7 separate regions of the Mus musculus genome follow, and all the other regions are linked to region 7. Evidence: chromatin contacts called from public Micro-C, promoter capture Hi-C and targeted proximity ligation data. All regions are on one chromosome and are shown on one strand. The core of a region is the stretch at or near the end of the contact, and the rest is flanking DNA. Distances in the headings are between cores, read along the strand shown.

Region 1 (3,303 bases), core at 476-2,975, 350 kb before region 7:
TGTAGAGCTTTGTAATGTTGTAAAATAGAAACTCAGTCCTTCCTTAAAAAACAACTTCCCCATTCCCACTGCACCGTTCTACTTTCTGTCTCTGAGCTGTCTATGTAGACACTTCAGTAAGTGTGATCATACAGTATTATTTTTCAATGTGCATGTTTGCCTGCATGTATGTTTGTGCATTACAGATATGCCTGGTGCCCACAGAGGCCACAAGAACACGTATTGTCTTCTGGAACTGGACTCACAGAAGGTTATGAATTGCTATGTGGGTGTGGAGAATGGAACTTACATTCTCTAAAGAAGTACAGTGCTCTTAACTGCTGAGTCATCACTCCAGGCCATACGCTATTTTTTTCGTGACTGATATTTCACTGAGAATACTGATAGGATTATGTAGTGTATTAAATTAGCTTAATTTGTGTGTGTGTGTATGCTAGAGAAAGAACCCAGGACCTCTCAAATGCTAGGCAAATGTTCCAACACTGAGCTACACTCTCAGTCCCTAGCTTAACATTTTATTTATTATTATTGTTGTTGTTATTGTTGTTATCATTAGTTTTTCAAGACAGGGTTTCTCTTGCTGTCTTGGAACTCCCTCTGTAGGCCAATCTGAACTTGAACTCAGAGATCCACCTGCCTTTGCCTCCCAAGTGCTGGGGTTAAAGGCGTGTACCACAACAACCTGGATAATATGTTATTATTTTTATCTATCTACATCTTTCATGCTCTGGTGTATACTTATCAGCCATATCGGTCAGCTTTCCTTCTGTTGTACTTTCTGCAAGATGAGTACAGCAGACTACTTAGCTCGCCTGTAAGCTCTCTGTGTTGATAGAAAACAAACCCAAGCATGTTTCCTCTTCCCTTCAGAAAGTCCCCTCTCTGAGGACTTTTTTTTTTTAAGATTTATTTATTTATTTATTATATAAGTACACTGTAGCTATCTTCAGACACACCAGAAGTGGGCATCAGATCTCATTACAGATGGTTGTGAGCCACCATGTGGTTGCTGGGATTTGAACTCATGATCTCTGGAAGAGCAGTCAGTGCCCTTAACTGCTGAGCCATCTCTCCAGCCCCTCAAGACTTTTTGCTGGAAAGTGAAGCAGTCAGAGTATGTGACTTGGGGCTCAGGGGAAAGAAAATAATCTTCCTGGTTATGATATAAGGGATGAAGACACTACAGAGAAGTATGTGTCACCACACCGGGTTTCCTTCCTTTTTTTTCTTAAGACAAGTGAATCTAGAGTCCAGAATCTAGATGTTATAACTTATGCTAAAGTATGCAAAATAAAAGGGCCAAAGGGGCCGGGCGGTGGTGGCGCACGCCTTTAATCCCAGCACTTGGGAGGCAGAGGCAGGCGGATTTCTGAGTTTGAGGCCAGCCTGGTCTACAAAGTGAGTTCCAGGACAGCCAGGGCTACACAGAGAAACCCTGCCTCTAAAAAACAAAACAAAGCAAAACAAAAAAGGCCCAAAGGGAATACACAGGTGAAGCGGTGTTTTTCGTTTTTCATTTTTCTAACTGAAGTGCCGATAATAGGGCATCTACAACTTAAATGGAGTGGCACACAGCTAGGAGAGCTGCAACCCCTATAAAGCCAACTAAGCACAACTGGCAGGGGAGGGACAACCAAAGGCCCGCCCCTAAGCAGGCTCAGGCTCCGCCCCCAGTGCCGCGTTAAAGCCGTAGCATTAGGAACCAATCACGGCTCTTTTCTTCATTCCCTCCCTTTTTTGGCTTCTGCCCTCAGTCAAAATGGCGCTTGCTCAGAAGCTGCCGAGGCGCTAGGAGTTGCCGAAACAGGTCCGGAAGCTACCGAGCGAGTCCGGAAGTTGCCGAAAGGGAGCAGCGGGGAAGGAGGATGGCGGATCTCATCGCAAGACTTCGAGAGGACGGGATCCAAAAGCGTGTGATACAGGAGGGCCGAGGAGAGTTGCCGGACTTTCAGGATGGCACTAAGGTTTGTGTCCATCCTCTCCCCACTTTCCCAGCGTCTCTTCTGAAGCGCGGTGCGCATGCGAGGCGGGAGGAGGCCGTAGGTGAGAGGTTGCGCATGCCCAGAGAGCAGCTGCCAGTCAGGCTACCTCTCACATGCCGAGCTCGACGCTGATTGGTCTGGATTTAAGTGGGAGTTAATTCAGATATGTCTACTCCGCCCCTTGGCTTTGCTTTAGGACTGCATTGGACAGGGGTGGGTGTCAGTCATCTCAAAATGGTTTGGTGTGGGTGTGACCTCAGTGCTGATACCCGTACCTGAAGGTTCAAAGCTCATGCAGTTTTGAGTAAAGGGGCCTTCTGAAACCATCTAGGACAATTCTCATTGTTTACATAGGGAAACTGAGGTCCTGGAACTAAAAAAAACACAGAGTCCCAGAGATCCAGTTTTCCAGACCAAACTCCTATGTCAGCGTTCTGATAGATGGTAGCATTGCTTTTATATCTGGGCACCAAGTTCAGGTGCCCCTCCCTAAGGCACTCCATACCTCTAGGTTCCCCTGCTTTGTTGCTGTAGATCTCTAATCACAGTTGTGGAGCTGATACCAGTGAAGCCAAAAGCAAGAATTCTGTGAATGAATGTATGCCCTCTGGCCAGTGGTGTTAAGCCAGCAGGCAGAGAGTCTAGTCTGATGTGGTGAGGGGTAAATGCTGAGAGCAGAGGGCAGGCATGTGGTGGTAGTGATCAGCTGTGCTTGAAAAGGGGATCTACAAGCTGGGCCTGGTGGCCCATGCCTACAGTCTCAGCCGCTGGTGAAGCTGGGCTACAGCATGAGTTCAAGGCCAGCTCAGGACACTCAATGAGACCCTGTCTTAAAATTAGAGAGATGGAGATAGAGAACAGGCTTTGGAAGGAGCCTGGCAAGAGGGATGCTAGATGGAAAAGCTTAGGATAAACTAATATAAGACTAATCTGTGAGCAGGGGCACGTGGTAAATAGAAGCAGGCAGGATTAAACAATCACTGGGGCTCAGGAGGGGGGACCGTCTTCTGCTGGTGAGGTGGCTTAGTGGATAGAGTGCTTGCTGCCAACCTGATGGCCTGGGTCAGATCCCCAGGACCCAGATGGTAGAAGGAGAGAAGTGACTTCTGCAGGTTGTCCTCTGACCTCATACAAGCATGATGTCACATGTGAGCCCCCAAATACAGAAATAAGTGTAACACCACCAGGGTTAAGGATGGGGCTTAGTGGTAGAGTCTAGGATGTAGAGGCCTTGGATTTTCAAGCAGAAAAGTAAAAGAAAAAGCCCAGCTACCATTGAGCCCTGTGGTACGTGTTCATAGGTTTATCTCCCACAATGCTA
Region 2 (3,462 bases), core at 231-2,730, 380 kb before region 7:
TCTGTCAGAGGGGAGGTCAGCCCATTTTCTGGAATCTGCCATACCTGCGGTAGGGAGACGGAGCATGGGCTCAGGCCTGTGCTTGCCCCTGCTGCCAGCATCCTTCAGCCACACCCTGAGACCCTGACTTGAACGGTCCTTTGCTCACCATGACAGTGCAGTCCTCTGATCCACTGGCAATGACTTCATCATTGTGGGGACACCAGTCAATATCCAGAACAGGCCCCGTGTGCCCACACACTGTCGGGTAGGCCTTGTCAATGCGGCCCGTCTGTAGTCATGAAGAGCAGTCAGAGAAGAACCCAAAGTCCCGACCTCCATTCCTCCCAGTATCTATGGGCCCTCCAAGGTGCAAGAATAATGTGACTGCCCTGGTTCCTGGTGGCCCAGATGTGTCTGCTCCACCCAGCATATGAGGAAATGCCTGCTGCAGCCTCTTATCCACACTTGGTGGCAATAAACACTTTTTCTACTTCCATCAACAATCCATCAGTAGCCACGGGCCAAGAAGTGGCACAAACTGCCCTGCCCACAGGTGTGACCAGAGTGTCCTCAGATGTCCTCTCCACCCTGACCCGCTGAGGCCCACCTTGTTTAGAGGAAGCACCATAAAGGCGCCTCCACCACTGGCTTCCACAATCACTGCCAGGAACTTGGGGTTGACTGCGCAGAAGGTGCTGTCCCAGGTAACTCGGGACACTCGAATGTCCTCATAGCACTGGTCATTCTTGACCGGCTGACCGAATACATGCCGGAATTTGCTCTGCCGCACAACTTTTCGGAAGGACATGTCTGTGAGGGCAGAGACACCTGAATCAGCTCTGCTCTCCAAAGAGACACACAGAGCATGTCACCAGGAAATTGGTCCAGCGTTAGCTGGGAGTCTCTATTTCCCCAGTTATAGAAAGGGCTCATAGGTGCAGACCAACACTCTCTGCCTCCCCATCCCCTCCCTGGCTAGGGGTCTGAGTGTGTGTGTGCTGCTGAAAGGGAGACAGAATTTAGATCTTCTGTAGGTCCCAGATGGTTCCAAGGCGCTTTCCACACCCAGAGTTTGAAGGCTGGGTGATGGGGAGAAGAGGCAGCAAAAGGGGTTGGTTGGTCTAGCAAGGCCGCAGCTCAGTCCCGGGGACTGTGCAAAGAGCTGCAGAAGTCGGGCCTAGGGACCCTGGCTGAACAGGGGTCGAGGATACTGCCAGGTCCTCAAAGTGGCCTTGGAGCACGGTCCAAGTGAACCAGGAACCCAACTTCCAAAGATCCCAGCCCAGAAAGGGAGAGAGGGGCGGCTGGGGGGTGGGAGGGAGTCGGGAATGAAGGTGGGGCGAGGCGCTCTTCCGGCTCGCGCCCCCTGCCCCAGGCCCACGTCTGCGCCCCTAGTCCGTCCCTGCCGCTCTCACCGCTCACCGCTCACCGCTCTCCGCTCCCCAGGGGCGCCGGGGACTGCGGCGGCGACCTCGGGCGGCTCCGGATCCCGGCCTCTGGGAAGCAGGAAGCGGGAATCAGGAAGTGATAGCCGAGGGAGGCGGGGGCGGGGCAAGGTCACGCGCAGAAGGCGGGGCTTTAGGATGTCCCGCCCACGGGGCAAGGCCTAGTCGCCAGGCCCTGGGCTGCTTGTTGAAAGGGGCGGGCCTGCTTGGAGCCGCGGGTACAGACTGTGCGAGTCTCTTGAGGTGGGGTGAAGCCTGCCCTCTGATTTCCCTACCCAGTTCTACCCAAAAGTATTCTCTCGCTCCGCCTCCAATGTTTTCACGTGTTTTTTGTTTTGTGTTTGAGACAGGTTGTTACTCTGCATACTTGCTGGCCTGGAACTAGCAAAGAACTTACAGATATCTGTGCAAGGATTAAAGGCATGTGCCACCACACCCTGCCATAGGTATGGGTTTTAAAGTTGGGGGGTTCCTGATGTCAGATATGTACATTGAAGAGGTGAAAGGCAATCTCTTACATCTTGATGGACTCCTGTGGCTCCTGCTCTGGCTTAGAGAAAATCGAAGTAGAGGATGACAGTGGATCCCATGCATAATGCATGTCCTTTCTCTCCTCCATCCCATCAGAGCCTGGATTTGCCTCCTCATATTTGCCCTATCTCCTCTCATCCTGGAGGACGTAGGTGTCCCTGTTAGGACCCACTGTAGTAAGAGAACACTATTCCTCTGTGTCTACCTCCAGTAACCAGTGGTGATACGAGGCCGTCTTTCCCAGAAAGGGAAGAGGGACGTGGGAAGAGGCAGGGCAGAGGTAAAGGTGCTTTGTTTAGCCTTCATGAGGCCCCAACTGTGTGTGGGAGGCTAAGTGGACTTGTGTCCCACCTCAGTGGTCACTATACTCTGAAGAAACAGGCCTAGAGAGGACAGGTGCTTGATTGAGACCTCCCAGCTGGGATTCAGCCCAACTTTGTTATTTCCAATGTCTTGGGATTTCTCACTGTTTGTAAAACCTGGAGCTAGGGAGGCAGGAGTGTGGCTTGACTTGGGTAGCAGATGTTCACAGGGAAGCCCATATGATGCCAGGTGGCTACAGTTCTAAGTACCACCCCCACCCCCCACATCACCCCACTTCAAATAAAATCCATAGTTCCATGTTCCTATGTCAGAATTCCTGTCTGACCCCAGGGCACCCAGCACTGTCCCCTCTCAGCACGTGTCCCAGTGACAGCAAACCTCAGTTCCCACCTCAGGCTAACACATCCTGCTCCCTTCTTCCTTCTGGAAGCTCTTCCTAGCCTTGGGAAGGCTTCATCCCTCAATGACCCCAGGCCTCAAGTGTCACTTCCCCTGTGGGTCTTTCTGAGCTCTCCTCTCACCCAGTTCTTCCTGTTCCTGGTTCCCATTAATCGTTCTTAGTCCCAGATGCTACATTGTGTAATTATTTGGCACCCTGCTAAGATTCATGCCAGCAAAGGAAAGACAGGGACTTTGTCTTGTGCACTCCCCTTATCCCCCAGCCTCCACCCTGCCTTCCAGTGCCCAGAGGGAGACCCAGCCAGCACCCAGCGTGAGACCACTTCATGCTGGGTGAGCGAATGAGCAGCAGAGCTGAATATAGAATTGCAAAATATTCCTATTCACAGCTCTCAGAACCAACACCTGGCTCCTTTGAAGAGGCACAGGCATCTCACCTGGAGGGGGAAGGCGGACACACACACACACACACACACCCCGCAGTATGTTGCCTGAGCTGGGGACTGTTTTGAGACTGAAGTCTCTCCAAACCTGTGCTGTGAGCCCCTAGGAAGCCCCTTATCTTGTAAAACCTTCTTTTTGAGTAGCAATTCTCCCACGTGGGAAAGGCTCCCTTTGAGAACCGTGGAGGTGGGGCCCTGAGAGATGGGGTGGGCTAAAGTTGGAGGTGGGGAAGTTTTATTCTCTGACCTGTCTGCGGTGTTGAAAAGGCTTCGAGGCCCCTATTAGGAGAAGGGAGCAGAGTGCCCCAAAGGAGACAGACATTAGGCTCTGCCCTTAG
Region 3 (3,663 bases), core at 619-3,118, 480 kb after region 7:
GGAAGGTAACATTTACAGATAAGTGGAAAAATCACCAAACCCACATTTTGATATTTTTACCCTTGTGGATATGAAGCGCTCTGTGAATTGAACCTTCGAGAAGCAGACCAGAGGGAGGCTGTAAGAAGAGAAACATGGTGGGTAGTTACTCTGATGACATGTAAAGATCTGTTGCTAGCATATGGTTTAACCTACTGTATTACAACTTGTCTGTGAACAGTCCAGGGGAGCACTGGGGATGGCTCGGTGGGTAAAGTGTCTGCTATCCCACTGTAAGAACCTGAGTTCAGGTCACCAGCACTAAAATAAAATGCCAGGTACTTCTGTTACCCTAGCACTGGGGGTGGAGACAAACAGATCTTGAGGGCTTGTTGGTTAGCCAGTCTAACCAAATAGCCAGCTCCAGATTCACTGAGAAACCTTTAGAAATAAGGTGGAGAGGGGTTGGAGAAATAGGTCAGTGGAAGAGTAGCTGCCGTTCGTGTAGAAGATAAAGTTTGGTTCCCAGCACCCACATGGAAGGCCTCAAGTGTCTGCATCTCTAGCTCCAGGGATCTGTGATAAACCAGCATACTTCTATCTTAAGCTGGAAAGCCATCTTATAGTAGAGAAAAAGTAGATTCATTTCTGTTTATGATTAAATCTGTTTCTCAAGGATTGGGTTATGCCACACCTTAACTACAAATGGGTTTATACCACCTGTCCCGGAAAACGGCAACTATGCCTTTGTTTCAAAGTTATTATTACAACCTGTTGTTACGACTACCTTGCAACTGCACTTTTGTTTCAGAAGGTTATTGTGACCAACCGGTTACGCTTATGTTCTGCTTCACCCCCATTTGGAAACCTCCTATCCCTGAACTATAGAAACCCTGATTTCAGGGGTGTCCAATGCTGACCTCCTGAACCCTGTCTTAGGTGGAGGCAGCCTGCATACCCAAGTGAAAAAGCTTGCTTTAATTAATTTGGCTACGATGATTTGAGTTGGTGGCCTTTCTCCTATCATCTATGGATTAACATCTGACCCCCTCTTCTGGACTCCAAAGGCACCTTCACTTAAATGCACAGAAAGGACCCTCCCCCCCCCCCCCCGAAACAAACATCACAATAAGTCTTAAAAAAAAATAAAGAAAGAAACTGAAAAGGTCGAACACAACAGTGTCCACCTGACATCATCATCTGGTCTCCACACGGGCATGTACACCCACCTGCACACATACATACACATAACACATACACAAACTAAAAGGTCTGGGTCAACAAAACTAAGGGCACATTACTTGTTATGTTTCAAGATAGACTAACATTAAAATCACTCACTCCTTTCTTCAACGTCATTTTTTTTTTTCCTGATCCGAGGGTGGCTAGCAGCCCGAGGACAACTGTCCACACCCATGCTCTACTTAGCAGCTTCTAACTCGCTTTCTTTACATCCCCATTGTATGACCCTGGGTAGGTCATTTGTCTACACCCATTTGTGTCCCTGTACTATAGGACCTACACTTAAGTTTAAGAGCACTTCTCAGTATTAAGCAATGAACGGAAGGAACCACGTTCTCATCCCAGGTTCTCGTACTCCAAACCCTGTGCCATATTCACGACTCTCATAACCAACACACCAGGAGCCAAGGTGGACTCAGACACACGGGCGGCAGACGGCGGAAGCACCGCTAGCTTCTTCCCTCACCAGGCCTCCCTGGTCTCACCTGATCCGGATCCCTGGGATGCCAAGATGCTACGGCTACACACAGACACCAGCCGCCCGAAGGCGCCCGGCAATGCCGAGGCCGCTATGGCAGCAGCCATGTTTCCACAGTCCCAACCGGAAGCGGAAGCAGCGCGAACCTTGTGCGTCAACACACAAACTCAGTAGGGAACACCTGGAGCAGGGAAACAGGGATCCTACTGCAATCACTGGCTTGGCGGGGAACGCAGGAAACGGACCGGCCGGGAATCCGCGCCCTGGCTGGGAGCGCAGGGCCTTTTGCGGATTCTGGTCCAGTGGGGAACACGGTCCGACTGGAACTCGGGTCCCACAGGACTAAACTGGCCGAGCAGGAAGCATCAGTCAGGGGCTGCATCGCGGAGCAGATGGCCTCGTCCACCGTGGAGAGTTTCGTGGCCCAGCAGCTACAGCTGCTGGAGCTGGAGCGGGACGCCGAGGTGGAGGAGCGCAGGTAAGTTTGGCCGCAGGTCCCAGGCCCTCTGTAGCTCTCCTTAGTTACCGCCTGGAGCCAGTCTAGTGTTGGCTGGGTGAATGGCTAACACACAGAGACAGCCCTAGGAGAAGACCGCACAGCAGCGTCACTTCGGGGCGTCGAGGCAAAAGGATCGGGAGTTCAAGATCACATTTTGGCTACGTAGCCAATTTGAAGTCAACCCGGGCTACAGGAGACCCTGTAGTGAGGCCCCCCACCCCAAGGGAAAAAAAAGAGAGAGAGAGAGAAAAAGAAAGAAAGAAAGAAAGAAAGAAAGAAAGAAAGAAAGAAAGAGAGAGACTTAACAGGATGGTCAGTGCTAGATGGGGAGTGGGACAAGTTTTCTTCGGGATCCAGGGAGTGGGGTGTGCCAGAGAGCAGCTTCCTAGAGGAAAGTTAATGAAGCCTATGTCATGTATGGTGCCTGAGCATTCCTGAAGAGCCATGTTGTTTCAGGAGAATATCTACAGGCCTGCAACAGACAGAGCCACCACTTCTCTATCCCACAGTGCAGTTCCTGTAATGCATTTCCCTAAGGATAGACAAAGGCTGGCGAAGTAACTGACCCAGGGTAACCCACGTGGAGGCAGGACGTGAAGTCAGTCTGTGAGATTACAGATGTGTAATCTGTAGATTGGTTGACTGAGAGTCTGTCAGTCATGATGAGGGAGAGGTTTTGCTGTTGTGGCTGTGTGACTATGGAATTGTGTACTAGGCCTTCCCATACATGTCTGTGAAGGCATGTGATTCCCACACCATGTGCTTGCTGTGAGAATGAAGCGATATGCTTTAAGCCAAACTGGGACCTTGAACCACACTTAGGGTGTTGGTGGTAAGAAGCAGAGAGAGAGTCAGGTATAAATGGGAGGGCCCCAAAAGACAGATGGCAGATGGCAAAGAGACATGATAAGATTCTGTGTTGGCTGACTTGGAGCAAGTTAGGCAGTACCTGTCCCGTGGGGTGTGGGGGAGAGGTAGGATTGGAGTAGAGTGGATCCGGAGTTCTTTTGGGGCATACGTAATGCCTATAAGCAGAACTCCTTTCTCCCTTGTGCAGGCACAGTGAAGCTGTTTTGCTTGGTGTCTTCTAGGTCCTGGCAGGAACACAGTTCTCTGAGAGAGCTTCAGAGCCGAGGGGTGTGCTTGCTGAAGCTTCAGGTATCCAGCCAGCGCACAGGGCTGTATGGGCAGCGGCTGGTCACCTTTGAGCCCAGGAAGTTTGGACCTGCAGTGGTGCTTCCTAGCAACAGCTTCACCTCTGGTACGTGTTCCCTGGGGGCTTGTATCATCCATGGCTGGTGGTCAGATCAAGGCCTGTGCTGTCCGAAGGGCTGGAGAATTGACCCACACAGTCTGTGGCACTACAGTGAAAACCTTCTGGTTACAAACCTGGTGAACAGCATAGCTGCTTTTGTTGCTGTTTTGAGACAGGGTCTGAAATTTCCTGTGTAGCAGAGGATGACTT
Region 4 (3,416 bases), core at 159-2,658, 500 kb before region 7:
TCCCTGACACCTTGTTCTCAAAATTGCATGGGCTTGGCTCCTCCCCAAGCCTTCTCACTGGTCTGCTCTCCCCTCAACCCTTACCCTGAAGGGCCCTGCAGGAAAGCCTACAGCTGTCCACAGAGTCCAGGGGTCCAGAATCTCCTCAGAAGACACCTCCATCCCCTGCACCCCCAAGCTTTGAGGAGCAGCTTCGCCTGGCCCTGGAGTTGTCTTCAAGGGAACAGGAGGAGTTGGAGCGACGGGGTCAGCAGGAAGAAGACGACTTACAGCGGATCCTGCAGCTGTCACTCACAGAGCACTGAGTTGCCTGGCCTTGGGACGGCTCCCCAGGGCCATGCCTTCTGCCTGGTTTTGTAATTTATTTATTTATAAACTGTCTGCTGCTGAGCTTGGGACCTGGGCACTGAAGATAGGCTAGCAGTGAGACTGAGGTGGAAATAAAGAGACCATCAGCAGTAGGCTTGCTGTCCTGCGTGGTCTGGAACCAAGGGGACACTGGATGGGGTTACTGATGGGTAGTCCTCGCTGGAGCTGGCACTGAGCAGCTTTGGAGCCTCCATTTCTACAGCTAGAAAATAAGACCACTTCTCACGGGGCAGGAGTTCCTGGAGATTCTGAAATTTCCCTGGATGCTACCCCAACCCCAGGTTCTGCCTGCCACCCAGCCTGATGGTCCATACTCCCGCTGGGCTGGGTCTTCCTATTCTACCTACTGGGGGAAGCTCCCACCTCATCCCCAAAACTCAGGCACAGGTTCCCCCTGTTTCAAGTATTTTCTACCAGAATGAACCTTTAAGCAAGTCACTCTCTGGGGAAGGGGCTCAGCCCTGTCCTAGTCACCCCTAGGGTGGACCTGAAATGCGTACAGGTATTGGGGACTATTGCAAAAATTCCAAAAAGGCCTTCTGTTCTCCCAGATCTTCTCAAGAGTAGAGGAATGACAGCCAAGCAGAAAAGAGAGCAAGTTTGGAATGGGGTGGTAGATTTAAGACCCATTGCCTCCCAGGTATGGTGGCGCATGCCTCTAATTCTAGTGCTTGGGAGGCAGAGGCAGGTGGATCTCTGGGTTTTAGGCGACTTGCTCTATATAATGAGTTTCAGGTCTGTCAGCTACATAGTGAGACCCTGTCTCAAAAACAAAACTGTTGCCCTTGCTCCTTCCTTTCCAAGAAACCATAGCATAAACCAAACAGTGGGGGTCCAAGTCTTACTGGGTGCAGCAAGAAGGGTTGAAAGCCTTCTGTGGGCAAAGCGACCAAAGCAGGGAAAGTGAGGTCTGGGCTCACCTGCGCCACGCCCTTGACCACGCCTCTAGCGCGGTCGGGGCGGGGCAAGCTGAACCGAGACCGCAGGGGCGGGGCCGCTGTCGCTCGGTACCAGCTCTACGCGACCAGACTGGTCATGAGTCGGGCCCTTTAAGGGCCGCTCCCGAGGAGGTGCCAGGCCCTGGTGGCTCCAATCTCTTCTTCCTGGTTGTGCGAAGGCAGGGACTGACCGTAAGGCTGAGGGAGGGGTCGTGCCGGGTGTTCGCCCAGGTGTTCCGGGCCTGCCTACCTTATGGCGCTGGTCACAGTGAGTCGCTCGCCGCCGGCAAGTGGCCACTCCACGCCTGTGGGACCCACGGTGAGTTTAGCTTGGTTTTACGCTCTTACAGTTGGCTGCCAAGGTAGGCCTTAGGGAGCAAGTCCTGCCCCTAGCAGACGGCTGGGAGTAGGCGGAGGGGGACCTTGAGTCTCACGTTTTAAGGCACTTGGGAGGCCCTGAGGCTCCCAGGAGCTCGACGTAGGTAGATGCGGAATCCTGAGAACCGCCCGGGTCTGTTGAAGCCCAGATCTGCCCAAATACCTCCCACACTCTGCAACCCCCTATCCTTGCAGCACTGCTGTACCTGGACTTAGGCCGGGTTTCTCTGGGGCCTGTTGGAGGGGAGCGGCTTCAGAGGAAAGAGATTTCTTTTCCACCTAGCGCTCCCTTGTAGGAAGAGGAGAGGCTTTTGGGTGCTTCCTGTCCTGGAAGCTGCTCTCTTACTCTATTCCCGGGCTGCTTTCTCAGCAGGACCGAGTGGTAAGACGCAGAGGCCGGCTCCAGCGCAGGTGAGTTCTGTCTGACAAATGCTTCCTTATAGCCTGTGGCCTAGCTGCTGCCATTGTGGACTCCTGATGTCTTGCTTGGACCAAGGACTCACTTAAGTATTGTCAGATAAACTCATGCTTAGGTGGGAGGCAGATGCTGTGGGTGGAGCTGGCAAACATCACATCTCTGGCTTGTGGAAGAACCAGCATGGTTAACTTAGCCCTGGCCAGTAGATGCTTTCACACATTACCTGGACCTTGGCTCGCCCAGTAATCCCAGGACCAAGGGCAGGATGGGACCTGAAGGAGTATAAGTGCTTAAACAAGTTTATAGCATCTGAGTCCACCCCGAAAAGGAACACATTCCAAAGGTGCAAAACAAGGTGAGGAGGAGCCTGAGAGCCCAAGGCTGGCTCTAGGTGCCTACCGCTATCAGGGTCCTGGTTACAAAAGTGCAAACTGTGCCTCACTCCGGCCCATCTGACTCTGGAGAGCGGGCCAGCAGCCCACTTCCGCCAGCCAGGGGACTCAGCCTCCCTAAAGTTTGAAAACCTATGACCTGAACCATGTCCCCATCGCTCTGCCAGGCAGAGTTTTGCGGTGCTCCGAGGGGCTGTCCTGGGACTTCAGGATGGAGGGGACAGTAATGTTGCATCTGAGGCTGACTCTGAGCCAATGGAGGAACCCTCAGGTGAGGAACAGCCCACCGAGGACCAGACTGACAAAGGGCAAGGACTCCAGAGTCCCTGGAAACAAGTGCAAAAGCGGCACCTGCACCTCATGGTGGAGCTGCTGAGGCCGCAGGATGATATCCGCCTGGTAAGGAACCACCCGGAGCTCATGTCTATCTAAGATCAGTGCTATGAGATCTGGGGCCACAACAACTCTGCCACTTCATCTAGAGACAGCAAGGCAAGGGCATATCTGTCTCTGGAGGGCTGGGAATGGACAAGGGAGGTTTGTCCCCTGTGAGCCAAGAGCTGGGGTTATATGAGGGAGGTCTCTGTTAATCCACAGGAGGCCTCTGTTGATACTAGTGAGTTGCCCAGAGATGGACTCATACTCCCAGGGTTGTGTAGTACGCCTTGGCAGCTAAGTGCCAGTCAGGCGACCAGAGCACCCAAGAAGTCTGGGATCCCCTGGAACCTAAGGGCCAGCTCCAGAAAGTGTGTGGAGGCAGACACTTCTTGTTGGCAGCAAAGAATGAAGAAGATTCGAGCTTTGGAAAAGCTGTTTAGAACAGAAGCCCTAGGGTTTTGTTGTTTGTCTTTTTTCTTACATGTTTTGGTGTTTTGCATGCATGTATGTCTGTGTGAAGGTATCAGAAGCTTTGGAACTGGA
Region 5 (3,584 bases), core at 1,023-3,522, 440 kb after region 7:
AGCGGCTTCCCGCCCCGCCCCTTCCCCTACCCAGCCGGGTCACGTGACGGCTGAGAAAAGTAGGGGAAAGGTTACGGGTGCCCCGCCCCCGTGCTGGCGCGTCCGGGGCGCTCGGATCCTGTTCCACCGGCCGAGCCCACGCAGGCCTTCCGGAGCGACGCGTCGCCGCTGCCATCCCGGAGTCACCGATCCGCTTTGTCCGAGGACAGCTGTCGCATACAACAAAACAGCCAGCCGGCACCGTGCCTCGAAGGGTTTCGCTGCGAAACCCAAGGGGAAAATAAAGTAAAAATTGCAGCGCTTTTATGAATGGGCAAAATGGGCAAGAGGAATCAGGGTTGGCTAAACCCCGGCCAGCGCCCCAAACTCCCGAGAGAATCAGGCCTGCCGGTTTCGTGACCACTGGGTCAGGGCCAAGCGCAGCGGCGGCGGAAGGGAGGCGTTCCACCCCTCATCTGCAGTCAGGTGGCTTTCTAGCTCAAACTCGAAAGGTTTTGTCTTGTGCAGGAAGCCGCTTCGGCCACTTTTGATACAAAACCTAACCGGAGCTTGATTCCAAAGACGGTTAAGGAGTTCAAAGCCGGGCGTGGTGGTGCTCGCCTATAATCACCGCACTTATGGGTGGGTGCAGGAAGGAGATCGGGGGTTCAAAACCAACCTTGGGTACAGAGCAGGCTGGAGGGCAGCCTGTGTTACATGAGATCCTATCTCATTTTTTAAAAGTAAATAAATAGATAAAAGAGAAAATTCAAGTGTAAGGTTAAGTCTAGCGAGGCTTTAGTTAAGAAAAGCAATAATTTACATGACAAAAGAGCTCCGGGTGCTGCAGCAAAACCAGTCTAGCCCAGGACTCTGAATGCGGACGCTGCCCAGACCTACCTACTACTCTGCACTGCCCCGGAGCAAGCACTGTCCTCCCCACACCACAGTCCTCTGCTTTAGGTCCTCACTGAGTCCTGAGTCGACCGACTAGGAAGGGGGTGGTGGTGATGTATGCTTGCTGGCACAAATAAAAGGCCAAAGCTGTGTTTTAGTCATTTGGCTTGTGGTTTTGACAGTGATAAACACGCTTGAATATCAGGAATGACCAGAAACCAGACGCCTGTGCAACAAAATGCTGTAACTAAATACGCGTTCCGAAAGGCTTCTAAACTCACTTTCATTTTATTTGCGAACTTCCAAAGTTAGCAGTTTCCGACTAAAATCTGTTTTTGGACAACTATTTAAATGCACGGAACGAGAGTCGGCCCAGAGCTGAGAGTACTGAGCTTGATTGTATGTAGCCTGGTTCACACTAGGAACTTTTTAACTCCTTAAAAACTTGAGCGTTCATCTGTGTTCTGTGACATCAACGAAAACCAGACCCGATTCACAATAAGATGAAGAAAAACGAAGGGTACCCGCTGTTACCGCACAGCCTGGTTGCCCAGACCGTGCTGTCCGGCTGTCCCAGGCCAAGTTCGCTCAGGCCAGGTCACGTGACGCCCCCACCCTCCCGGGCTCTGGTCCCGGCGCGACCTTGGGCAGTCTCTGACACCCACCTGCCCTTGAACCCCGGGCAAAACCGCGGTGAGGGGTGCAAAACACTTAAGTCTCTGCGCCAAGGGTGTGTCCCGAAGGCTATACTGCAGGGACCCGCACGAAGAGAGGGCACCGGCCACCTGCCAAGTCCCCTGTGCGAGCATCCTTCCTACTGCCGAGCCCGACCCTCACGGACCCCGAGAACCAATCCACCTGCAGAGTAGCGGGTGGAAAGAGCCTGGAGAACGCTCGGCGTCCACACTGGCCCCAAGCCACCCGCGGAGTGGGGAGTGAGCAGGGGTCAGAAAGGGAGTTGACACTCCTACTGGTCAGGGACCAAGGAGTCACGCCTAATCATAAGCATCTTTCACAGAGCAATGAAGACCCCAAACCCACGCGGTGAGTGAATCCACCGTGGGGCGGGACACCACGAGCCGAGGTCCCACGCGTCCCGAGTGGAGGCATTTTGCCCAGTCTGGGGACCAAGCATCTTTCCTCCCGTCCCGGGATCCCCCAGATCCGTCACTGCGCGGGGGAGGGAGTGCCCTCTGCTTCTCCAATGCGCGGCTCACGCGTACCCTACGGGCACAGTCTGGGTCTCCCTCCACACTCTTAAGAATGACACCCGCGCGCCCAGCCCAGGGCGGTGCCGCAGCGCTGCCCTCGCGGTGTCTTACCGAGTCTGCAGACGGCGGCGGCGGAATGAGCGAGCGGAGTCCGGGCCGGGGCGGGCGAGGCCAGGCTCACCGACGCGCGCCGCGGGTGATTGGCTGAGCCCAGCTGGGCTGCAGCGCGGGCAGGACGGGGCGGGGCCTGGACGGGGCGGGGCTGCGGGGAGGAGGTCAGTAAGGAAACTGAGGCTAAGTCCCGAGCTTGCCAACGGCAGACCTAGGACAACATTCCTTACCCTGAGAGCCTCAGTTTCTTCATATACAAAAGGGACCAACTCATTAAAGCCATGTCCAAAACAGCTCTTTGCACCATACTTGGCTTACACTCGCGGTTTACACTAATCCGCCCGTAAACTTCTCTGCAACCCTGCGGGAGTTATGCTGATTTTGCTCCAGACTTTTGGTTTGTTTGGTTGTTTGGTTGATTATTTTTTTTTTTAAAAAAGGGGAGTGGGACGCTTGGGGTGGTGTTGGGAAGAACGGCTTGTCTAACATCAGAGAATGAAGAAGTAAGCTCAGGTTCCAAGTTTGAGAACAGATGTTTGACATCCGGGGGCAGGTTGGCGCCAGAGGCCAACACACTCATAGTCTCCCTGGGATAAAATCGTCAGGGGGCGGGGGAACCCTCATCTGCGGAACAATTAGGGTGTGTGGGTAGCTCACAATGCCGTGCATTCCTTGCCTGTGTAAGGTCCTGGATTCAAGTCTCTGCGCCCAAAAGCAACGGAATCGAAGTACTCTTTGAACGCTGAGAACGAATAGGTGTCAATAGGGGAGTGATTGGAACCTCGGACAGAGTGGCTTCTGGAGGGGGATCGCTGGCAGCACACGGGGAACGAAGGTTGCAGGGTGAGTTGTGAACAGGGTGTAGAGAAGTCGGGCCAGACATGGCAAAGCACTCTACCCGCCAGATGGGGCGCCCTCCCAGGCTGCAGCTCCAGGCCCTGCGTGTAGCAAGCTCTCCATAAATGCGCTGAAGAAGGAAGAGTCGCAGCTCTGAGGTCAAGCACGCCTGGTCATGGAAGAGCCCTGTTTGCCTCCATCTTTCTCTGCCTTGCCGTGGAAGGGTTCCATAGAGAAAATGAAAGTTCCCCTTGATCCCGCCCCCAACTGTAGTTAACTGTTGCTGTATCTCATCTCCCCCTACACCTCTATTATTTAAAAGGACAGGCGATTGTTGGGTGTAACTTTGAGATTTTTAGTTTATGTGAAGGGACTCATAGAGAATCGGGGTCTTTCACTTGCCTTCATTGTTCTGACACACCCAAACGCCTTCCATCTTCTTAAGCATCCTTATCTGAGCACCTGTTCCTGAGCGTGGAAGCAGAGACCAGTGTGACATGTGGCTGGCACTGCAGAGGTGCTATCTGGAAACACTTTCTGCTGTCCCCC
Region 6 (3,482 bases), core at 687-3,186, 380 kb after region 7:
GGTTCAGTTCCCAGCACCCACATGGTGGCTCACAACTGGTGGGTGATTTGTTTTGGGGGATCTGCCACCCTCTTCTGGCCTCCTTGAGTACTGCATGCTTACAAGGCATGTAAACAAATTCACACATTAAAAAAACCTTTAAAAAGTGTTTTAAAGTTTTGTCATGCCGGGTGTGGTGGCGCACACCTTTAATCCCAGCACTTGGGAGGCAGAGGCAGGCGGATTTCTGAGTTCGAGGGCGGCCTGGTCTACAGAGTGAGTTCCAGGACAGCCAGTGCTTCAGAGAAACCCTGTCTCGAAACCATCCCCCTCACACACACACACACACACACACACACACACACACACACACAAAGTTTTGTCACCCAATAATTAAACCTCTCTTCCACACTGGCTTATTCCCTTTCCTGTTCTTCTCATAGAGGGGAGAGGAGAGCTAGGAGGCAGAAGGTGCTGAGCCAGCTCCTGTTTAAGGTAAATCAAACTGCTGGCATTTGGAAGCACTGGAAACCAGGAGGAGGCCTCTGCCTGGGAATGAGGCTGAGTTAGAAGGTTCCTGTGGGAAGGCTAGAGTCCCACCTTCTCTGTAAATTGAGCAGGGAACAGGATTTCTGGGTTCTGAGCTCTACTAGCTGTGACTTATTGGTGTACAAAGCCAGGCTCCTGTCATCTCCACAGAGATTTAAAACAACAAAAATTCTATGAAGGCTTACTCTAGACCTGACACACTTGACTGGATGAGGAGCCCAGTTTCCCAAGCAGGGTTCTTTGGGGGCTGACCTGTGCCTGGTTTCCTTTAAAAGGTTGATTCCTTTCTATTGGCAACAGTGAGGTGTTGGGGATGTGGGTTAGTTGGGTTAGTGGACTAGCATAAGGCAGGGTGTGGTCCCAGCATTGTATCAGCCGGGTGTGGTGGGGCTCACCTGTACACCTAGCACTCAGGATGTAGAGGCAGGAGAATCAGAGGTTCTCCTAAGTTATATAGCAATTTCAAGGAATTGCTATATAGCTTAGCAATATGGTTGAGAAGCAGAATTCATCAAAACTCTACATAGGTTTAAAGAACTGTCCCTTATCTTACAGAGGGGGAGATCATCAACTGAAAAAATCCTCAATAATGGAAGTCTTTGGTGTGAAGAAAAAAAAATCTCCCAGCCAATCCCAAACTACCAGGCTGAAAACTATCTGCAGAACACGCAAAAGGCCCTGGGTTCTATCCCTAGCCCTGCTGGGGCGGAGGTGGGTGGAGACACAAGTCCAACAGGCCAGGAACACACACTGTGATGGCAACAGTTATAAGCTCTTCTAGTGTGGCACAGTCATCTGCAGGGGAAAAGGCTGGGCAGGGAGGTGCCACCTCCCTTGTATCCCTTGTGGTGCCTGAGCCTGCTGCCCGGGGCCAGCCCACAGGATAGGCACGCGGAGAGGCGGCGCGACGGTGGCCCCTGCTGGCGCTTACTGGGATCACGCGCACTCCTGCGCTTAGCGGCAACAGCGCGGGCCCGCGAGCACCGGGAAGTAACGACGATAACACGTGCACGCTGTAGGCGGGAGGCGGAGCGGCGTCGTCTGGGCTGCGGAGCTCGGGCAGCCCCGGGAAGTCGCCGAGCAGGGCGGCCGGTACCTCAGCGCCCGGCGGGGGGCTGAGCGCACGCAGCAGCGGCTCCCCTGGCTCGGTGGCGCCCAGGTAGGCGTCGGCCAGAACCGGCAACTCATCCCGATCGGCCGCACCGCCTGCGGGGCTCAGCGCCAGCCCGTCCGCGAACACACGCTCTGACCCGAACAGCTCGGCGCCCAGCTCGTCTTCGGGGCCAGTCATGGCGCCGAGCAGCGCGTCCTCCATGGCCACTGGGACCCGAGAACAGCGACACGACGCGGCCGTCCAGCTCGCCTTGCTTCTGAGAGGCTGGACGACCGTTGACCGTTAGGGAAAGGGGCGGGGCCCGTCTCTGACTGAACGGGGCGGAGCCTGGGCTGCGGTGGGTGGGGCCTCTGCCAAGATGACAGGAGCCTGGGTTGTGGTAGGTGGGTGTCTATGGTGGGCGGGGCCTTGCCATGGAGGTTGGGCTTTGGCTCTTGGTGGGCGGGGCCTGAGCATGATGGATGGGACCTGGGCTGTGGTTGGCCCACAAGGCAGCCTTTCGGTATGCTTGGATGGAGGCTGGAGGGACTGGGTATCAGCCAACCTCTCCTGCACCTAGTGGGGGAAACTGAGGCTCCCAGGTGGTGGTTCTTTCTCTCTTTTTTTAAACTTTGAAAATTTCATTGGTGAGTACTGTATTTACATCATTTTCACCCCTCCTTTTCATCTGTTTTTGTTTTTAAGTCAGAATCTTAGTAGGTAGACTTGGCTGGCTTAGAACTCTTTACGTAGACCAAGCTGGCCTGGAACTCACAGAGCTCCACCTGCCTCTGCCTCCCAAAAATTGGGGTTAAAAACATGACTAATACTCCAGGAAATTTGAAGCAGTGCTAGGTGGGAGGCCCCACCCACCCCTGTTAAGGCCCGCCCTGTCCAGGCAGAGATGGCCCCGCCCCCTTCCCTAACGGTCCAACCTGGGGGGGGGGGGGGCATTACGAAACTGAGTTAATAGGTGCTGGGAAGTGAGTTTGGGTCCTCAGCGAAAAAAAGTGCTATTAACCTGTGAGTCACTTCCAGTACATTTATCTATTATTGCTCAGGCAGTACTGGAGATTGAATCTAGGGCCTCCTACATGCTGGGAACTCTGCCCTTGAACGTGTTACCTTGTCTCAGTCTCAGTAGTTGCAATTAAAATCCTGTGCCATCAGGTTTTGCTTTCAGGGTTTTGTTTATTTACACTTAATGCGTATTTGCATATACATTTGTGGACACACCATGGCATTAATCTGAAGGAAAGGAAAACGTTCCAGAGTCGAGAGTTGTCTCTCCTTCCCTGTGCGGCTTCTGGGATCAAACTCAGGTTGTCAGACTTGGCAGCACACACCTTTACCCACTAAGCTACCTCATCAGCCATTTTAGTTTCTTGTTAGTCTGTTTGAGACAGGGTCTTGTTGCGTGACTCTAGTTGACCTGGTGATCACTATTTAGTCCAGGTTGGCTTCCAACTCATGTTTTACTTATATCTTTTAAAGGTAAGGTCTCATGTGGCCCAGACTTCCTTGAATTTACTATGTAATCAAAGGCAATCTTGAACTTCTCATTTTCCTGCCTCTGCCTACTGAGTGCTAGGATAATAGGTATGCACCACTATCATCAGCTTATTTAGTATGGGAATTAAACCCAGGGCTTCTTGCATGCCAGGCAAGCACTCTGTAAGCTAATCCACATCCCACAGTCGGCAGCAAGAATTCCTTTGCACCTTGCATTCCCATATCGTTGAGAAGGATTCTATACAGTGCTCTGGCGGCTTCTTCCAGTTAAAATGAGGCGAGCCCCGACTCAGTTACATACTATGAAAGTCTCTCACCAACTGTTTAAATGGAAGGTGAGGCTGACATC
Region 7 (3,304 bases), core at 476-2,975:
TGGAGTTCAAATCCCAGCAACCACATGGTGGCTCAAAACCATCAGAATAGAGATCTGACTCCCTCTTCTGGAGTGTCTGAAGGCTGCTACAGTGTACTTACATATAAGAAATAAATAAATCTTTAAAAAAAGTTGTCTGTGATCATTTCAGGCAAAAAGAAAAACAATAACTTCTTCATCGCCTCTGAAAGGGCTTATGTTTTGTCTACTAATTACCCAAACTGGCTGGCGTTTCTGTCAAAATAAATAAATAAATAAATAAGAACGGGGAACAGTTACAAGGAGAAGCGAGTTCCTCTAAGGAATCCATCCACTCGGCAGCCTCCCAACCCCTCAGGCCTGTGTCAGACAGTTTTAAGTCTAGAAAGCAGGTTTAAAAAACAAACAAACAAATCAAGTCAGGCAATCCATCTTGTCTGCTCCTCTGAGAGGACTGTCTCAGAGTGAGCGCCATCAGAAAGTTCAAGATGAACTTCACGTCTCCTCCTCTCCTTCTTGCACTCTGGCTGAACGAGCGGATGACAGATCGAGTGACGCCAGTGCCACTGCGTGGGGCCCGAGCGACTGCCCCCCACCCCCACCCCACCCCCGCGCGCGACAGTCTGAGCCTGGAGCAACAGGAAACGAGGCTCGGGCCAAAACAAAAACAACCGAAAGTTCGGCGAGCCGGCGCGAGCAGATTGGGCGAGACGCTTGCCGGCCGCCCATTGGAGAAGAGGAAAAACACAGTCCCCCAATCCCGAGCGGCCGAGCAGCTCCCCTCGTGCGGCCGCGACCCGGCCCTCGCCGACCGCTACCGCTCCCTTCCGGCCGCCGCCAACACTGCAGGCCGTGCTCGCTCGCCCGGCCGCCCCGGCCCCGCAGCCCCGCCCCGCGGCCCGGTTCCTGCACGCACGCACGCACGCACGTACGTCCTCCGCGGCTCACCGCCAGCACTGCCGGTCTTCCAGCACCGGGCCCGTCCAAGAGCTCCGCCACCGAGCTCCCGAAGCGCCCGGCTACACTTTTTGGTCCCTCCAGAAAAATTAATCACCAAAAAATATTTCCTCAGAAAAAAAAATTGGAGAGTAAAATCCAATATGGCGGCACGGACGTAGCACCGCCCGCTGCCTCCGCTGACGGAAGGGGGGGGGAAATAAAGGAGTCCGCGTCCGCCGAGGGGCCCCCCCAACCCTGCCGCCACGGCCACCACCGCGGCCCGCGCCAAGCCCCTGTCCCCGAGCCCTGGCTCGCAGCGCCGGGCCACCCCCGCCTCACAGTCCTCGGGCCTCACCTCCACCTCGCGCGCAGTCGCGGGATCTGAGAGGCATCCGCCGACTTCGGGGCTTCGCGTCCTGCGTTCTCGCGCAGCGCCGGGTGCCGCCTCCGGTCCCCGGGCGTCCTCACCTCATAGCCCCCGAGCCTCGCTGCCGCGCCGCAGACGCGTCGCCGCCCCCGGTGAGCCACCCGGACACCGCCCGGGCTCGGTGGAAGGACACGAAAAGGAGTCCACGACTGACGGCGGAGGGACACCACGCCGACACCGAGCGTGCGCGCACCTTTGCTCCGCGCTAGTGGCCGCGATGGCTTCGACGGAATTCTGCGGGAAGAGGCTGAGAGACACCAGAGAGAATGAAGTTCCCTGCCGCGGCACCCGACAGCGGAGGCACAAGAGTAAATCCCCCCCACCACCACCACCAAAGAAACCACGTCGTTGCCGTCGCTGAGCCTCGAGGCGGAGGGATCGCAGCGAGAGTCGTTCGAAGATCCCTCCGCCCGGCTGCCCTTTAAATCTCGGTGGAGGCGGCGTCGCCGCGCGCCCGGTGGGCGCCACCTAGTACCCCGGCCGCTTGCTGCCCCGCGGGGTTGGCCCCCGCCCCCGTCTCGTGCGCACCTGCACCTACCAGGGACAGCTCCCGAGCTGCGATTTCAGGGGGCAACTGCGAGGCGCACGGCGCTCCGGGCCCGCTGTGCCTCCGGGGTGCACTGAGGGGAGGCGGCCGGGAATGGCGAGTTTCTTTGTTGTGGGGATGGGTGTCGTTGGAAGCAGAAACACCCTTCAAGACCATGTGGGCCACCTGAACGGTACCACGCGGGAGGCGGGGAGGGAGCGTGCTTTGGGTCCCCCGTGCTGACACCGGCCGCTCCTTGAGCACCTACTGAGTGACAACCTTTCCACGACGCAGCCACTCCTCGCCCTCTTCGGGCTCAACCGGCGCAAGAAAGGCGGTTTGGTCCTCCGGGAGCTTGGGGCGGAAGATCCGGAGTGGCTTGCACCCACGCCTGGGGTATGGTGAAGCCCCACCCCTTGGATCTTGCAGTTGGATAAGGGGTGCCTCACAACAATAACGAGGGTCACATCCTTGTCCCTAACCAGACGTCGTTCCCAACGATCTGGTGTGTCCCTTTATTTGTCCCTCAGGGTAATCCCCAGAGGTCGAGAGTATTGTGGGTTCCAGTTTACACACAGGGAAATTGAGGCATGGACTAGTTGGGTGACTTTTCAACTACTCAGGGCTGGAGCCAGAGCCTCTTATACACTATTCTATGAAAAACGCAGGCTTTAAAGTGAAGCAGGTGGTTGGGACCTGAAGGAGGTGTTTGAGGTTGTCACGTATTGAAGCAAACACCTGAGTGAGGTGGAGGGTGTTATGGAAAGGTACGAAAATGTCCAGGCAATGGAAAGAAAGAATGCAACTCCAGCGACACATGAGACAGGGAGAACAGCTGAGGCCATTGCAGGAGGGCCCCAGCCTGCCTCGGTTCCCTGCAAACACCACTACCACACTGAACACTCACATACCTTAGCATAGTAGGCATTTTCTAGAGGATGGCTCAGCAGAGTCAAGCAAATACCAACTTAGCTCCCATTGCCCTTGCCTCTTTGATCTTGAGTACTTGACGACGCTTGTTATCCCCTTCCATAGATGGGAAACAGAGGCACAGAAACCTGCTAAGGACACATAGCTGGGAAGGTATATTTCTTCAAAACCAGAATTCCTGTGCTGACCTCAGCTGTGTGACCTGTATCCTCAGTCTACAGACCATCTTGGGAGTGGGCAGTGGGCATAGGAGACCAGTCACAGGAGATACAGGGCTTGACACTTCAGGTCGACTTCCTGCCCTTTCCAGTCACCTGTTGCATCGGATCTATCCTGCTGTATTCCCTTTTTGTAGACACAGCTAACAATTCCTTTGATCTTAGTTTTGTTGTGTTTTTCTAGTTTCTTAATACCGCTACCCCACAAGACTTCTATAGGACTTGGCTCCAAATATGTGCCAGAGACACTAAAGTTGCTTCTGCCACGTTTGATACCAAATGCCA

Evidence for each region. Promoter capture Hi-C pulls out the DNA fragments that hold promoters and counts their contacts. A called contact is a pair of places that touch in the nucleus more often than the background predicts.
Region 1: a targeted proximity ligation map of extraembryonic endoderm stem cells shows a contact between it and region 7. A contact is called at or near these places in 4 of 39 promoter capture datasets (cranial neural crest, frontonasal cranial neural crest, maxillary cranial neural crest and 1 more) and 6 of 130 datasets of targeted methods (epiblast stem cells, extraembryonic endoderm stem cells, memory CD8 T cells and 3 more).
Region 2: a contact with region 7 is called in a targeted proximity ligation map of pancreatic cancer cells. A contact is called at or near these places in 3 of 39 promoter capture datasets (cranial neural crest, frontonasal cranial neural crest and maxillary cranial neural crest), 2 of 130 datasets of targeted methods (bone marrow-derived macrophages and pancreatic cancer cells) and 1 of 9 other capture datasets (pancreatic islet).
Region 3: a contact with region 7 is called in a promoter capture Hi-C map of neural stem cells. A contact is called at or near these places in 1 of 39 promoter capture datasets (neural stem cells) and 1 of 130 datasets of targeted methods (pancreatic cancer cells).
Region 4: a targeted proximity ligation map of pancreatic cancer cells shows a contact between it and region 7. A contact is called at or near these places in 1 of 39 promoter capture datasets (pre-B cells), 3 of 130 datasets of targeted methods (bone marrow-derived macrophages, memory CD8 T cells and pancreatic cancer cells) and 1 of 9 other capture datasets (pancreatic islet).
Region 5: a Micro-C map of muscle stem cells shows a contact between it and region 7, with 10 times the contacts expected there. A contact is called at or near these places in 1 of 39 promoter capture datasets (second pharyngeal arch cranial neural crest), 4 of 484 Hi-C or Micro-C datasets (CD4 T cells, embryonic stem cells and muscle stem cells) and 2 of 130 datasets of targeted methods (memory CD8 T cells and pancreatic cancer cells).
Region 6: a contact with region 7 is called in a Micro-C map of embryonic stem cells, with 3 times the contacts expected there. A contact is called at or near these places in 1 of 484 Hi-C or Micro-C datasets (embryonic stem cells) and 2 of 130 datasets of targeted methods (the NIH/3T3 cell line and pancreatic cancer cells).

The regions. Positions count from the first base shown.
Region 1 is chr19:4,119,997-4,123,299 of GRCm38.p6, reverse strand. It overlaps Aip (aryl-hydrocarbon receptor-interacting protein), which reads left to right and starts at 1,725. Exons shown (of 6, transcript NM_001276284.1): 1 at 1,725-1,964. The coding sequence starts at 1,866.
Region 2 is chr19:4,146,672-4,150,133 of GRCm38.p6, reverse strand. It overlaps Coro1b (coronin, actin binding protein 1B), which reads right to left and starts at 1,480. Exons shown (of 11, transcript NM_011778.3): 1 at 1,398-1,480; 2 at 590-792; 3 at 149-271; 4 at 1-44. The coding sequence starts at 790.
Region 3 is chr19:3,281,215-3,284,877 of GRCm38.p6, reverse strand. Ighmbp2 (immunoglobulin mu binding protein 2) reads left to right here and starts at 1,868. Exons shown (of 15, transcript NM_009212.2): 1 at 1,868-2,177; 2 at 3,290-3,459. The coding sequence starts at 2,092. Mrpl21 (mitochondrial ribosomal protein L21) reads right to left here and starts at 1,836. Exons shown (of 7, transcript NM_001347420.2): 1 at 1,707-1,836; 2 at 61-118. The coding sequence starts at 1,806.
Region 4 is chr19:4,267,225-4,270,640 of GRCm38.p6, reverse strand. It overlaps Ssh3 (slingshot protein phosphatase 3), which reads left to right and starts at 1,408. Exons shown (of 14, transcript NM_198113.3): 1 at 1,408-1,626; 2 at 2,056-2,096; 3 at 2,663-2,894. The coding sequence starts at 1,561. Ankrd13d (ankyrin repeat domain 13 family, member D) reads left to right here. Exons shown (of 15, transcript NM_026720.2): 15 at 92-461. The coding sequence ends at 305.
Region 5 is chr19:3,321,989-3,325,572 of GRCm38.p6, reverse strand. It overlaps Cpt1a (carnitine palmitoyltransferase 1a, liver), which reads right to left and starts at 2,272. Exons shown (of 19, transcript NM_013495.2): 1 at 2,199-2,272.
Region 6 is chr19:3,387,311-3,390,792 of GRCm38.p6, reverse strand. It overlaps Tesmin (testis expressed metallothionein like), which reads right to left and starts at 1,936. Exons shown (of 9, transcript NM_001039657.2): 1 at 1,460-1,936. The coding sequence starts at 1,843.
Region 7 is chr19:3,766,310-3,769,613 of GRCm38.p6, reverse strand. Kmt5b (lysine methyltransferase 5B) reads right to left here and starts at 1,725. Exons shown (of 11, transcript NM_001379678.1): 1 at 1,274-1,725.